2 separate regions of the Sus scrofa genome follow, and region 1 is linked to region 2. Evidence: chromatin contacts called from public Hi-C data. All regions are on one chromosome and are shown on one strand. Each heading gives the region's core, a stretch centred on a gene start, on an enhancer-like site or on the middle of the called end of the contact. The rest is flanking DNA. Distances are from core to core; before and after follow the strand shown. Region 1 has its middle 70 kb from the start of LSM3. Region 2 has its middle 44 kb from the start of SLC6A6.

The links. Hi-C and Micro-C count contacts between places; a contact is called where the count stands out from the background.
Region 1: a Hi-C map of alveolar macrophages shows a contact between it and region 2, with 2.0 times the contacts expected there. The contact joins two enhancer-like sites. A contact is called at or near these places in 2 of 5 promoter capture datasets (both in liver), 7 of 47 Hi-C or Micro-C datasets (alveolar macrophages, blood, embryonic fibroblasts and 3 more) and 2 of 2 datasets of contacts at active chromatin or transcription factors (alveolar macrophages and skeletal muscle).

What each region holds. Positions count from the first base shown.
Region 1 is chr13:70,276,930-70,279,629 of Sscrofa11.1, reverse strand. No RefSeq gene overlaps it. Among named protein-coding and RNA genes, the nearest start is that of LSM3, 70 kb to the left of the region's middle. Within about 2 kb of position 1,364, at least 9 of the 83 cell types and tissues checked have an H3K27ac peak or open chromatin away from gene starts, as enhancers often do. A contact at or near this core is called in alveolar macrophages, where this site is marked.
Region 2 is chr13:70,175,976-70,178,675 of Sscrofa11.1, reverse strand. No RefSeq gene overlaps it. Among named protein-coding and RNA genes, the nearest start is that of SLC6A6, 44 kb to the right of the region's middle. Within about 2 kb of position 1,430, at least 7 of the 83 cell types and tissues checked have an H3K27ac peak or open chromatin away from gene starts, as enhancers often do. A contact at or near this core is called in alveolar macrophages, where this site is marked.

The DNA of each region.
Region 1 (2,700 bases), core at 115-2,614, 100 kb before region 2:
CCAGTGGAAAGACAACACCCCATTTCAATAGATGAGGCAAAAATCCCAGGAAATACTCTCACAGGCCCAGGCCAGTTCACATGCGCATACCGAGAATCAGCCTCGCTGGAACACATGGTCTGAGAATGTGGGAAGGGTGGATCCTGAGAGCAGAAGAGGGTTTGCCACCAGAATTAAACATGCCAGGCAGATAAAATCTCCTCCAGTTGCCCCTGCCCTGCTCCATGCCTTGGTTCACAGTTTTCCTTTCTGGAATATTGTTCTCTTTCCCATGCTTAATGTTTCCATTCCTCCAATCCTCACCTCCCTGGAAACCTTCCCCAGGCTTCCAGCCCACACAGACCTTCCCCTTCTTTAACTCATCGTCTGCCAGTAGTCAATAAATTTGACTTTATTTTAAAATGAATATAATTTGACTTTCTTCTGATGATATCAAAATAATACTTGTTACCAAACAAATCAGAAAATACAAAGACGAAATCCCATTACTTCTAGGAAGGTGACTCTGTTCCCAGGCCTGAACTCCGAGTGGAAATTTGGAGAGCAGCAGAGCCAAGAGTGTCTCAGGGTAGGGAGCCAGCACATGCGAAGACTCAGGGGTTCTGAGTGACAAGTGACAGCAGCTCAGGGAGCAGGAACAGAGTGAAAGAGGGTCATGGCTGTGGGAAGAGGTTGGCAGAGGCCTGAAGGCCAGGCCAATGGAGTTGGCTTGTATCCTATGTGAGTCGGGAAGCTGCTGGAAGATTTTAATCAGGTTAGGGGGCAGGCAGGATGGTCTGGCTGTCATTCAGGACATCTCTCTTGGCTGTGGGGTGGAGAAGCAGTGGTGATGCTGGGTCTGCCCAAGGTGGTAGCCACGGAGAGGGAGAGAAGCAGGGAAACTGGAGTGGGTGTAAGGGTGGGGGAAAGGGGCTAAGAGATGCTGGGTTTCTGGCTTGAGCAGCTGTGTGAATGAGGTCCATTTATTGCCACAGGGAAGATGGGGAGTATCAGACATTCTCTCCTAGATGGACCCAAAGTGGATTTATATTCTCACTTACACAGGTTGTATGGAGTTGCTTTGATTCATGCTCTTTTTCCCCACTCAGTGGAGCATCTTTCAACATTAGCAACATATCTCAATAACCTCCTTGGCAATGCCTGCATACTATTCCGTGTAATATACTATGATTTTTTAACCAGTGCTCCATTGGATGGACACTTAAGCTGTTTCTGTACTGATCAGCTGCAGATTGCTTTGTCTCTCAGTCATCTGTCTTGGTTGGTCTACACCTTTTTCAAATCCAGGAGCTATCCCATCTCTGCTTCTTTCCTCGGAGCTTTTGCATTTTGGCCACTAGATGGTGATGTTACACAGTGTCCCCCAGTGGTTCCAGCCCACTGGTCTCAAACCTGAGAGCTGAGCAGGAGGGCATTCAGCCTCCCAACTGTGACCTCCACCCAGAGCAGGACTGCACAGCCTTCCTCTGAGACCCATGGGTGGGTGGACCTCATATTCTCAGTGCCCAAACACTGCCCTACAGGCGACCTGCTTCCCACTTGCAAGCAGATGTTTCTATGCTTCCTTCCCTGAGGAATAAGGGGCTGGCACTTTAGACAGTAGCTTCTGAAATGTGGTATCCAAATTGCTCATGGTGACTGAGATGGCTTCTGGGAGCGCCGGGACCTACATTACCAAAGCTTCTTTGGGATGTTTTTAGAAAAATAGCAGGGTTTTTTTTTTCCATCCGATCCATGGTTTCACAGATACTATTGTTATTTAGAATAAGGTTAGGTTAAAATAAAGGTTTTAAATTTTAATTTAAATTTTAAGTTTAAAGAAAAATCATAGTACAGATAGCACACAAACAAATCATTGACTTCACTGCGGTTATGAGGTTACAGCTATGGGTCTAGGTGAGAAAATATGATGGATTCATGCAGTCTCATAAGGACTGAATTTAAAAGCTTGGACCCTGGAGAACATCAAATTTTAAACTCTTGGAGCCTAGAAACAGAGCCTTTGAGCTACAATATCTTTGATTAATTTTCAAAAATACCATGGGAAGACAATATTTAATAATATATTCTCACAATTCTTGGACTCCATGAAAATCTTGGAAGATTAGACTTAGGGGGTCCTGGACTCCCAGGACCCTCACGTGGAGGGCTCTGCCTCAGGTCTTTTCTCCAGCAGAGGAGGAAATTTCAGTCTGAAAAGGTAACTTGCAGGAACCCTGCTGGGTGGGGGACCTGGAGGCTCTTCCTACTCCTTCCTTCTGTCTCTCCTTCCCTGGTGTCCTGAGACCCCCTGGGGCCCCATGATGCTCAGGGCTTCCAACAGTGGGACCCCAACCAGGCCTCCTCACACCAGCTCTTGCTGTTCTCTTTACCAGCACTACTCTTCCTGTCTCCTTCCTGGGAGCGCCTCCTATGTGCTAGCTAAGTTGAAGGGTTAATTAACCCATGCCCCCTCATATTAACAGGCAAATGAGTGATTTGTGTAAACAGATGTTCTCCCTCACAAGTAACACGTGTTTCCTACAGCATGTTGCAATCTCCAGGGTGTATGGCCAGCCAGTGAGGACAGTATCTGGAAGGGCTGGCTTTCTGGGTGTCTTTCAAATCACTACCTACTTAGAGCCCCAGTTTCTGCTCTTCATTCCCGCCTGGCAATGAAGTGATTGGATCTGGGATTGCAGAGACTGGGACCTGTGGAGA
Region 2 (2,700 bases), core at 181-2,680:
GAGGCTGATCTAGGTCACCTTGGCCAACTGTTCATGCTGCAGACGAGGAGACCAAGTCCCCGAGCAGCAGAGGCCTGCAGGTCTACAGAGCCACTAGGGATGCTCAGGGCTTGAATCCTGGTCTCTCTGGGGAGAGGCTCCCTGTGGGGTTGAATGCAGTCCCAAGGTAGGGGTGTGGGGGCATTAACCCCAGCTACAAACAGTAGTTTTGCAGTTTGTGGATGTGTGTAGGAGGGGCGCCCCCACACGTGGGGGCTACAGCCCCATTTATTCATTTAGCAGAGGTCTGGGGGCACCTGCCATGGGCCAGACACTGCTCTGGGCCCTGGGAATACGGTGCTGGACCCTGTGGACTCAGGCCTGCGGCCAGATAAATATATGGGCGTATAAACAGTCAAGGTACATTCACATGGTTCTCCAAGTTAGGGTGAAAATATAACCAGGTCTTGGGTGAGGAGACCTTGACCTAAATGATGGGAAGGAGCCAGCCAGGAAGGGCTGGGGGAAGGTACCCTGAACAGGAGCTCAGGGTCTGAGGGAAGCCCAGGGGTCTGTGTGGTGGGGAGGAAGAGGTGAGTGACAGAGCTGGGGTAGGGTGATCGCAGAGGCTGGGAGGCGTGTGGGCGCAGTGCCAGCCAGCCGTGCATGGGCTGGTTCAAAGCAAGGAGAGCTCAGTGTTTGGGGGGCTCTTTCTTTTGATTTTTCCTGAAGCATTCATCAAACTGAGTGATATCCTCAGAGCCAAAGTATGCACACCTGAGGTCAGGAGATGGCACCTTTCCAACCTCAAAAGGTGGTCCTTCCAGTCATGCCCTGCCCTCCCCCCAAATAGTGGCAATCCCTATTCCTATTTCCAAACCCACAGATTCACACCCCTGATTTAGAGTCTGTATAAATGACATTTAAATGGTGGTCCATGGTTTGGGGGACCCTCTGGCTTGGGCATCCCAGGCATCCTCCATCTGTCTGTCTGTTTTCACTGCCCTGTGGACATGTACAACCAGGCTATTTCCAGCTTTTGGCTCTTAGCAAGAGTGCTGCCATTCACATTCTTGTACAAGTCCTGCAGGAACGTATGTTTTCATTTCTCTTTAGTCATTGCCCAGGCCTAGATGTGCTGGTTGATTGGTTATGAGAAACTGCTGAATGGTTTTCTGCAGCCGCAGTGCCATTCATGCTTCCCCAGCGGTGGGGGAGAGTCCCAGGGTCCCAGGTGGTGGTGGGGGGCATGGGAGGAGGCCTGCAGTCACCAAAAAGGGGACGAGGGTGGGCTGGCCTGGAGGGCTGAGGAGATGGAGAGCTGAGCTGTGTTGGTGGGTGAACACACAGAGGCACATGTCCCTCCGCTGCAGGTCTGTCTCCTGCTCTGACACCCTCCCCTTCCCTGGGGCAGATTTGTTCTTCCCCTCAACGGAGAGGAGGAAGTGTGCCCTGGAGACCTGTCACCCACAGACCACATCCGGCAAGGGCTTCCCGGGTCCTCTGTGTTCTGGCCCTGGGCACTGCTGGGGACCCCTATCCTGTGGGCACTCCAGTCTGGCTGAGATCTAGGCTGCAGGAGGGCAGTGGGCAATGTGCTTTGGGAGAAGGAACAGAATGGGGGAGGGAACAGCGTGGGCAAAGGCCAGGAGATGGAAAAACTCAGGATGCATCGGTGGGAGGGCAACTGACTGGTTAACCAAAGGCTAGACTGTGTGCCAGCCTTCCACATGGGTCTACTGCATTTAATCCTGATGTCAACCTGGGCACAGGGGTTCTGAGCAGTCTGGCTTTACAAATTTGGAAACAGGCCCAGAGAGGTCACCCACTTCACCCTGGGTCACACAGCCCATGAGACATGAAGCTGGGACTTGACAGCAGGGGGAGGTGGGGAGGCCAATTCCTGAGGCTGAGATGCGCTGATAAAGCCTCTGTGGTGCTCCATCTATCCGTCCACATCCAGAGGTGTGGACACGCTATGCCCATGAGAATAGTGACAAGGATGGGGACCACTCAGCAGCTCTGCCACCATCCCTTCCTCTCTTCAGGCAGTAATGGGCAGTCTGAGAGGCATGGGGGCTGCCAGAAGACCCTCAGCCCAGCATGGCTGGACCCCAGCTGCATTTCAACAACTCTTGTTGCTCGCCTGGTAGACGGATGAGACAAACATTCTCTGGCAAGGGTCGAAGGGTTTTTTGTTCAAAGCCCTGGATCGATTTTACTTTATTACTGCCAGCTGCTGAGAAAAGCATCATCGAGCAGCCTTTTCAAAATCTCATTCACTGCCTTTGAGTCCAGGGCATTCCACAAGCTCTCCCACAATCGATTTCTGTTCCTGGAATGAGAAGGGTGAGTCCCCATGGACTCTCAGGCCAGAATGTGGCTTCCGAAGGAAACCTCTGCCTGGGTTTCCTTGAAAGTCCCTCTTCCTGCCAACGCGTTTGCTTCCTTGGTGCTCCCAGCCTCATCCTGGAGGTTCGGCCCCCTCATCTGGCAAGAGGGTGGGATGTGCCCAGAGGATGCTGGGTCTCACACCCAGCCCCCCCACAGGGAGCTGCCCCTGGGAGCCGTGCCCACGCAAGGGGTGGTCATGCCTTTCAGCTCCAAGTGTCAGTAGATAACCGCCCTGAGGTGGCTCCGCCTCGCCATGTTTTCCAGATAAAGCAGACATTCAAGTTTGCAAAATGTCAGCTCTTCCAAAATCTTCATTCATAGCAATTA